Linked DNA regions of Zea mays: region 1 is linked to region 2. Evidence: chromatin contacts called from public Hi-C data. All regions are on one chromosome and are shown on one strand. Each heading gives the region's core, a stretch centred on a gene start, on an enhancer-like site or on the middle of the called end of the contact. The rest is flanking DNA. Distances are from core to core; before and after follow the strand shown.

Region 1 (4,366 bases), core at 814-3,313, 440 kb before region 2:
AAGAATGATCTAAATAATATTGTCTATTCGATTTTAGTGAGTAAGCGAGAGGGGTTATCCAATGATCTAAACTATTAGTTTTAATGACAAGTCTGGATGTAATTTTTTTGGTGGAATTAGTGGAAGTTATGAGTATGGGGTGATTTGATTGAGTGAGTTTTGCAAGTTTAAACTGGTAGATTATATGATGGTAGATATAGAAGATATGCAATCAACTCTCCTTTGTCGGCCAAATTAACCTCTGACGACGTTGTTATGTGATCCATTTTCCTTTTTCCACTCGAGTCCATGCCTGTATGATCCAATTCTCAGCCACACAACGCGGGCATTGAAATCGAGTGGGCCAAGTCACTCTTGTTAAACCGTGGCCCACTTGTCCCACAATCGAACCAGAGGGGGCGTGAAATAACTTTGCACTATATATATATATATATATATAGAAAAAGTCTATTTCACTTTCCTTACCTTCTGCTTCAATTTATGTTTCTTAATTAAAAAATAGATTTTAGACTCTAAAACTTCTGACACCATCTGACCTGAGCGGTCTTTTAAAACGGTATTTCATGACATGGCTCCATATCAGCCGTCTCTCGTAGCACCACATGAGCCACGTAAATCAACTTTTATGATAATTGAAAAAGTTAAACTAAAAGTTATAAAAAATATAAAAATAACTTTTAAAATATCTAAATATTTCTCTACAAATACATTTTATTTGTTTCAAATTATAAGTCAGTCTAACTTTCTTAAAAAGTCAGAACATCTTAAGTTTAACCAAATTTATATAATAGAGTAATATTTATAATACTATAAATACCATTATATACTTTATTAATTATACCTATTTGACGCCATAAATTTTTATATTTTTCTCTATAATTTTAGCCAAACTTTAGATGCTTTGACTTTCAAAAAAAGTTAGAGTAATTTATAGTTTAGGACGAATGGAGTATACTTGATAAAAATACTTAAATTTGATATAACTTTAGAAAATCCATAGAAAAAATTACTTTATCTCACATTTAAAAAAATCATGATCTATGTTTGTTTTGAGCAAGAACCATTATATAGAGCATAATTTTAGGGACACAAGAACTCTCATTTCAAGCTCATCCAAATTGCAGTTCTTGCTTGGTCATGTGCTCCTGATGTGTGCGCTAACCTACGACGATGAAAGTTATCGAGGAAGCAAACAAGCTGATCTGTATTTCAGTATTTAAGCTCATAAAATTTTCCTTAATTACATTTTTCATATATAAATAGTTAAGCATTTTTCATATATTCCATAAAACATGTTAGTTTAATATCCTTCACTACAACTTTTAGGGGAAAACGCCACCAAATGTCGTGGCCTACTATTTACAATACTGTATTTTTTTCTCATGCATCTCTCAATGGTTAAGAAAAGGCGTGCCATTGATGAAACATGATCTGCAGTTTGCACAATGTCTGCGTGGTGATTCACACTGCGTTTTGCAAGAATTTGCCTTAGGGTGCCATCCTCTGTTCATTTGGCCTAGTTTTAGATATTAGGGGACCATATTGATTCGATAGATCCATTTAACTTAAGTATGGGAAAAAATGTACAACATGATTTTATATAAGATAAAACTATTTTTATATATTTTTTGATTTAAAACAAATGTTCTATAAACTTTATAAGCTTAAATAAGATTTTAGTATTTTAACATAGATGTGCTTTTTCTAAAACGAGATTTTTATATTTTGAAAATTATTTCTAGAATTTTTAAAATAATTTTGAATTGATCTTCCGGAACTTCCGTGAAAATCCAACTTATATCTATCCCGGCTAGGCAACGTCAGCCAATATGGCTAGGCCGTGCAAAATGATCAAGGAGGTAAATTGAATGGTTTGAGAAATTAGAGTCTAAAATTTTGGTTTCCTAGTTATGTGATGTAAATTGTACTCGATCAATAGTTTAAGGGATAAGACAGACTTTTCCATTTGCATTATTACCTCTTAAATACTATATGTTGTGTTGTTGATACTAGGCCCATCAAAGTAGTGGGCTCAAGGCTGGTTATATAATAGGCCCTTGCGAATGACACGCGAGACCGTCGGAAATGATGTTGCTTGCGCACTGCGAGTCTGAGGGAGCCCAGTGGCTTTGACTGCATGGGCTCCGAATTTCAGAACGTATATGGTTGGATAAAATAGTCATGAGTCATGACTCAGCTCACTCGACTCATAGTTAACTCGGCTAGGTTTGATTCTCGGCTTTAAGGATGGCAATTTAATCCATAGATTTGGATATCCGTCGGATATTCGATCCGACGGATCAGGATATAGATATGTTTTTCGACCCGCGGGTTAGACCTGTATCCGATCCGAGATAAAGTGGGCATGGATTTGAATATTAAATCTCATCCGCGGGTAATCCGTTGGATATCCGAAATTAACCATTAGTCCATTATTGTCGGCCCACACATGGATTGAGTTGGATTTATATTTGGAGGAGCCAACACTGCCAAGAACTCAAGAGCTTGACATTATCAACTGGTGACAGTATGCAGGGATCAAGTATCCAACTTTGAGAAAAATTGCTCGAGATGTAATGGTAATTCCTGTTACAACAGTGGCATCTGAGTCTGTCTTTAGTACTAGGGGAGAGTAATTAGCCCACATCGTAGTAGACTTGCTCCAAAAACAGTAGAAGGGTTGATGTGTATGCAAGCTTGGGCCCGAGCTGACATGTTAGGCGACCAATCCTATTTTATAAATGCACTAATGACTTGTTTGGAGGATGAAGAGGAAGAAATGGTAACATGATTCAACTCTTTAGTATGTTCTTATATTTTGGTTATCGAATCTGATCATTGATTTAACCATTTATCTATTTTGTTGTTTAGATGAACATGATTCTACTATGATTGACTAAAAAATTTAAACACAGCTACTATAGCGCTAGCTCAAGTGCTCAACACTACACTCGGATCAGATCAGAAGGCAAAAGGCTTAAGGCCAAAAGAAGACATGTATTTGTTGTCATGTATTTGTTTTCATGTTGCGACATGTAGACATGTATTTTTATCATGTTGAGAATGTTGCTTGTTGAAGGACATGTATATTTGTTTAAATTTTTATTAAATTTTAAGTTGTATATGATGTTGAAACATGAAGAAATTTGATTAATTATGTTATTCAATTGCTGAAAATGATTTTATCATATGTGATGGATATCCAATGGATATCCGAAACCCGATGGACATAGATATGGATATAAATTTCTACTCGTGGATATAGTCACGGGTGGATATTATTTATGACCGTGGATATGACTGTGGGCGGATATTTCCAATATCCGATCCGAATCCGACCCGTTGCCATCCCTACTCGGCTTGTTTTAATTTTATCACGAGCTAAATATATCTCAGCTCTGTTCGTTAACGAGCCAGCTTGACACGAGCTTGAGTCAGCTCGTTAGCTTGAATGAGCTAGCATTTATTAGCAAAACAAAGCCTATGCTTGTATTGGATAAATTAATAAGTGATGCACTATGTTAATTTATAGTTTAAATGATGTGATATATGAAATTATGAGTATTGTTAGTCTTTTCTAGTATTAAGTTAATATGAAATTAACTAACGATTGATTATATTGTTGTATATATATGTATATTATTTTTTGTTGTGACTCACGAGTTAAAGGAGGTATCGCAAACGAACTTAGCTGAGCTGGTTTTTTAAATCGGTTACTTAACGAGTCGAGCCAAGACCGTTTATTCTCAAGCTTGACGAGCGATCTGGCTCAATATCCACCCTGCCCGGTCGCGGCGACGGCGGCTAGTTGATACCGTTTCTTGGAAGCACTTGGCCACCGAGAACTCTGTTAGAAATATAGGCATTTTCTGTATTATTTTAATTCCATAAATTAACATTATTATGATGACATATAATAGATAATCAAACATGGAAAATGTGATCTCAAAAATATCCATAACAATATGGATCATGAGAACACAAAGCATATGAAGCATGTAATTCATATAAATAAAATAAGCATATAAACATGGTTCATGGATTATTGCAGAACAACTGGAAATAAACAGATAACAATATAAACAGCATGACTGTAAAATTAAGACAAACAGATTTATCATATTACTAGTATGATCAGGCATCAAACACGTCATGATATAATACGACAAAACATATTGGATAAATTTATGGCTACAAATAAAACAGCAGGTATGAACATATATAATTTGCAGAATGAAAAACAGTAAGGAGATGAATTGATCATACCCAGCCATGCGCTCCGAGGATCTAGATCCTTGTCCAACTTCACTTGTCATGTCAGCAGGAAGAAGACTTTGGGCAGTCGCGTAGACGCTCCCCAAAAACC
Region 2 (4,776 bases), core at 1,502-4,001:
TTTTCTAAGGAATTCTCACTTTATCAAAAAAATAACTAATTTTCTTTAGAAAAATAGAGTTGTCAATTCATATACATTTGCCGGATCTAGCTAGCTAGGGATCGGACAAACAAACAGTTGATTCGTTGTAATAACTGATAAGATTTGTCGTCATGTCAGAAAAAAAAAAGCGGGGCAAAGCGTGTTACGTGCGGTAGCTGTAAAGAGAATTGCTTTAGCCTGATGATTGTTCTGAGCTGCGATCGATCTTTTCGAACGAGATTATTACTTGTCCTGTAAACCGCGTCCGCATCCAGCGAAAAAGCTCTTAAAACAGGCAACATAGAACATGAACTTAATCTGAAAAGAACTGCTCCAGAAAGGGTCCATATAGCAAGAGCTGGCTTGCTTTTTCTAGAAATTCTCACTGCACAATCGGAAAACAATCTCGATTACACTATCAGCAGCTGTAAAGCGTATATATAATAATTGGACGACTCAGCGTCTGATAGCTGGTGCGTGTTTAGTTTTAGCTAATGCTAAAAGGGAAGGGGACGGCGGTTCAGCTGATTCTGTCTTCTGAGTTAGCCTGAACCGAAACAGTACAAACTCTTGTCCAAACAGAAAGCTTTGGATGCGCGTTACGGCATCTATGCGTTTGGGTACACGCATTCGCTAGCTCGCGTATAGTATAGCCGTATCGTATCCATGCATGCATGTGAGCCCGCGATAATATATAATGTGCTGCATGCTCGCCGCTCGCGTCGAGCCCGTATGTTTCTGAACTTCCCGGCCGCCAACTGGCAAATTGATTGGTCAGAGCACGGCACCGATAAACAGATACCCTATCGACAGTTGTCCACTTGTGCTTGCGGATTCCCGGTGCTGGCCCGGCATTCCTGTAGAAGAGAATTGACTAATACGTATATGTATATAACACGTACAACGTGGGGGGTTTTGACTTTGAACGACAACAGCCATGCATGTTTTCGCTTCTCTGCATATGAGCAAGAAACCACTGTGAAATGCCGAAACCATCAGCGTCCGTTTCGACAAAGTCTTCGGCAGCAGTGCAGGTGAAGCTTACTCGGCCGACGCAGACGCAGCAGTGCCCGGGCTGGGGAAGTGGAGAGAAATGAACGCGGCCCGGATAACGCCGGGGTGCACCTTCGGTTATTTTTATCCCAGGTAGATCGGATAGGATTGAGAAAAATTATAATGGCCCGTTTGTTTCGTTGAAATTGAATTCTATTTTAATAATTATAATTTAGACAAAAACTAATTAAGTTTATATATTTATATATATAATATATTTGTATATTATCCTAAATTATATCAGAGAGATAGTTATATACTATATTTATGTTATAGCGAAGCAAGTAGAATAGTATGCTATAAGTTGTACATTGGAAAAATAGCATGTAAATCTATAAAATCAATTTTCATCTCTCACCCCATGAATTTGAAATAGGCTTATATATGATAACTTTGGAAAGTAGTGGAATGTCACATTCTAAAAAAATAGCCTATTCCATTAGTAAGATTTTAATTTCTCAAAATGAAAGGAAACAAACGGGACATAAAAGATTTTGACTTGTTCGAAATCGAAACTCACTCAATCTCACACAATCCATATGGATTGAGAGCAAAACGAACAAGACCTGGGTACGTCAACTTGTCTTGAGGTCGATTTGTATTATAAGGTCTTATTCGTTTATTCCTATTACATATGGATTAGATGTGATTAGAAAAAAAAAATAAGAAGAAGTTTGACTTTTTTGGGATTTAAACTCATTTAATTCCACTCAATCTACTTGAATTGAGAGCGAACCGAAAGCACTGGAAGAAATACTCTTCTTATTTTATTATTGAAAGAAATACTCCATATAATGTGCCCATAAGCTTATCTTCATCTTATAGTCCTGCATAGAAATACTCCACTGGAAGTTTATTATCTGATAAAATATATGTTCATAATATGTTTGTCTAATTTTCATTACAAGGTTGCTGATGGTGTTTTGAGTATGTAGATTTATATATACTAATATTTTCACCATCAACACTTGCTCTTCACAAAACCATGGATACTCGTGTGAATAATTTCCAAAGAGAGACTACTTCAAAGTTGCTTTTTTTTAATTTCGAATTACGACTTGCTGTCAAAAGGCACGTCGATCGTCTAACCACTAGATCGAAAATAAATGCGAGCAACCACATCAAATCGAGGGCTTGAACTTGGGTGAGTAGGTAGTTTCTACGATAAGAAATCCAATCCTATATGCTCAGTTCGTTACTACAAAGTTGGTTTTATTCGAAGAAGAGGACCTATTATTGCTCTATGTGCTTAATCTCCTTTTTTTGTATTAAAAGTAGACGAAAGTCTACGTGAGCCTTGCTCTGCCCAGCAGCCTTGATGTGACCCAGGCACCCAGCTGGGCGATCACTTTCGAGGCAGTTTCAGGTTTAAACTTGAATGCCTCAATGTAAACACCTGCTTCCCTTTATAAATTGTCCCCTAACGCGTGTTGTTTGAATGGAAATAAAAAATTACGATTGAACAGGTCACTTGGTTGCTACCAAATCAGAAAGAAACAAAGCTGCTACTAGCCTACTAGTATATATATGTGTGTACATATGCAACACAGGCATAACAGCACCTCTCGAGTCTCGACACATAGCAGCTGCTTGCCTCTGCACACGCGCTCAGTCAGGCACCCCCATAAGTCATATCATAGGATCGAGCTCCTGCGCGGCTCCACACTGCGTGGATCCGGCCATGGGCTGTCCACCGCGGCTCCTCTGCTGCCTCTTCCTGTCGCTGTCGCTGGCAGCGGTGGTCGCGCGCGCCGCCACGCGGCACCAGGAGTGGGAGATCAGCTACCAGTTCAAGAGCCCCGACTGCGTGCGGAAGCTGGCGGTGACCATCAACGGGGAGACGCCCGGGCCGACGATCCGCGCGACGCAGGGGGACACCGTGGTGGTCCGGGTGAAGAACTCCCTGCTGACCGAGAACGTGGCCATCCACTGGCACGGCATCCGGCAGCGCGGCACGCCGTGGGCCGACGGCACGGAGGGCGTGACGCAGTGCCCCATCCTCCCCGGGGACACCTTCACCTACGCCTTCGTGGTGGACCGCCCGGGCACGTACATGTACCACGCGCACTACGGGATGCAGCGCTCCGCGGGGCTCAACGGGCTCATCGTGGTGGCCGCGGCGCCCGGCGGGCCCGACGCCGAGCCGTTCCGCTACGACGGCGAGCACGACGTGCTGCTCAACGACTGGTGGCATAAGAGCACCTACGAGCAGGCCGCCGGGCTCGCGTCCGCGCCGCTCGTCTGGGTCGGGGAGCCGCAGTCGCTGCTCATCAACGGCCGCGGCAGGTTCGTCAACTGCTCGGCCGCCGGGGCCTGCGACGCCGCGCACCCGGAGTGCGCCACGCCCGTGTTCGCCGTCGTGCCCGGCAGGACCTACAGGTTCCGCATCGCCAGCGTCACCTCGCTGTCGGCGCTCAACTTTGAGATCGAGGTGCGCACGTTATTTAGTTTCTCTCTCCTTCTCGATGTCTCGATTTATTTGTTTCTCCGCGTCCTTTTATTTTTTGTATATAACATTTCAATTCGTCAACAGTTACAAAAGCAGGTGTCAAGATCTAAAACAATGTAGCACTAATTGAAAAACAACTACACGGTAGGAGTAGTTATTTTTTTGTTTTTTGAAAAACACGGTAGGAGTAGTTGAATAGAAGAAAAATGCATATGGCAACCATGCAGCTATCCATTATACTCCTACATTAGAAGCTATTCACAATTCAGAATACAACTCTGATACGATATGTACAACTCTGAGGTATCTCTTAAAGGAGTGTTTAGGTTGTTAATTGAAAAAAAGAACAAGAGAGGCGGACTCTTCTCTTAGCTGTCTCGTGTACTTGATCCACGATAGCAGATTATTGGCGTGTTTGTTTCTCTCTTAAATTATATAAATTAGATTACGATGAAATGATAGAAACGTAAAAATATCATTTTGGGATAACAAATAAGTTTAAATAAGCTACCGTCTTACTTTTTTAATTTATTAGTGGTTTTAAAGTGATATTTTACCCTCCCAATCTTTCTAATGTAACTTATATGATCTGGGCGGGAAAGTTATGAGTGTGAAAGAGCGAGTCCACTGATTGCATGGCCAGCATTGGGTGCACATTTCCCATGGCGGGAAGTGACGACAACAGTACAATCCCCTGCAATCTCGCGCTAGAATCTAGGGCAATGCCGTGTTTTGGGGAAGCCCGACGCGCACATGCATGCTGCTCCTACGTACTGGACCATCTCCACGACCACAAAGCTAGCCGTTAACCGTGCATCGAGGCAACAGGCAACAACTCTCGGCCGTCCGTCTCTGCCTCTCTGGTCTTGGCCCACGTAAACTAAGTGTATATATACGTACATTGTTTGGATGCGATCCGATACTTGGATTAAAGTAATAAAGTAGTCTAGCGTTAGACGGCAGTCAGGGAATATGTGCTTACCGTTCTTGGCTCATGCATGATAGTCTGCTACCTTACTAAACTATTTTGTACACTAGTACGGTTCAGTTGGTGCACCAACCTGTGTGCGCAATTGCCTAGCAACAGCAAGCAACGTGCGCGCGCGACGACCAAGTCAATAGTCCAACAAGTTGTAGGTCCAAATGCTATATGCACTGCACCCGTTATTAACAGCTCTTGCGAATGGCAGTATAACGTATATGCTCTCGATCTGCAAGCTGCAACTCTTGTTTAATTTATTTATTAGTTGAGT

The links. Hi-C and Micro-C count contacts between places; a contact is called where the count stands out from the background.
Region 1: a contact with region 2 is called in a Hi-C map of ear, with 2.0 times the contacts expected there. The contact joins the enhancer-like site here to the promoter of LOC100382137 in region 2. A contact is called at or near these places in 2 of 25 Hi-C or Micro-C datasets (ear and leaf).

Annotation. Positions count from the first base shown.
Region 1 is chr7:104,575,023-104,579,388 of Zm-B73-REFERENCE-NAM-5.0, reverse strand. No RefSeq gene overlaps it. Among protein-coding and RNA genes, the nearest start is that of LOC100272233, 100 kb to the right of the region's middle. Within about 2 kb of position 2,063, at least 14 of the 20 cell types and tissues checked have an H3K27ac peak or open chromatin away from gene starts, as enhancers often do. A contact at or near this core is called in ear and leaf, where this site is marked.
Region 2 is chr7:104,134,278-104,139,053 of Zm-B73-REFERENCE-NAM-5.0, reverse strand. It overlaps LOC100382137 (Cupredoxin superfamily protein), which reads left to right and starts at 2,751. Exons shown (of 2, transcript NM_001174898.1): 1 at 2,751-3,505. The coding sequence starts at 2,756.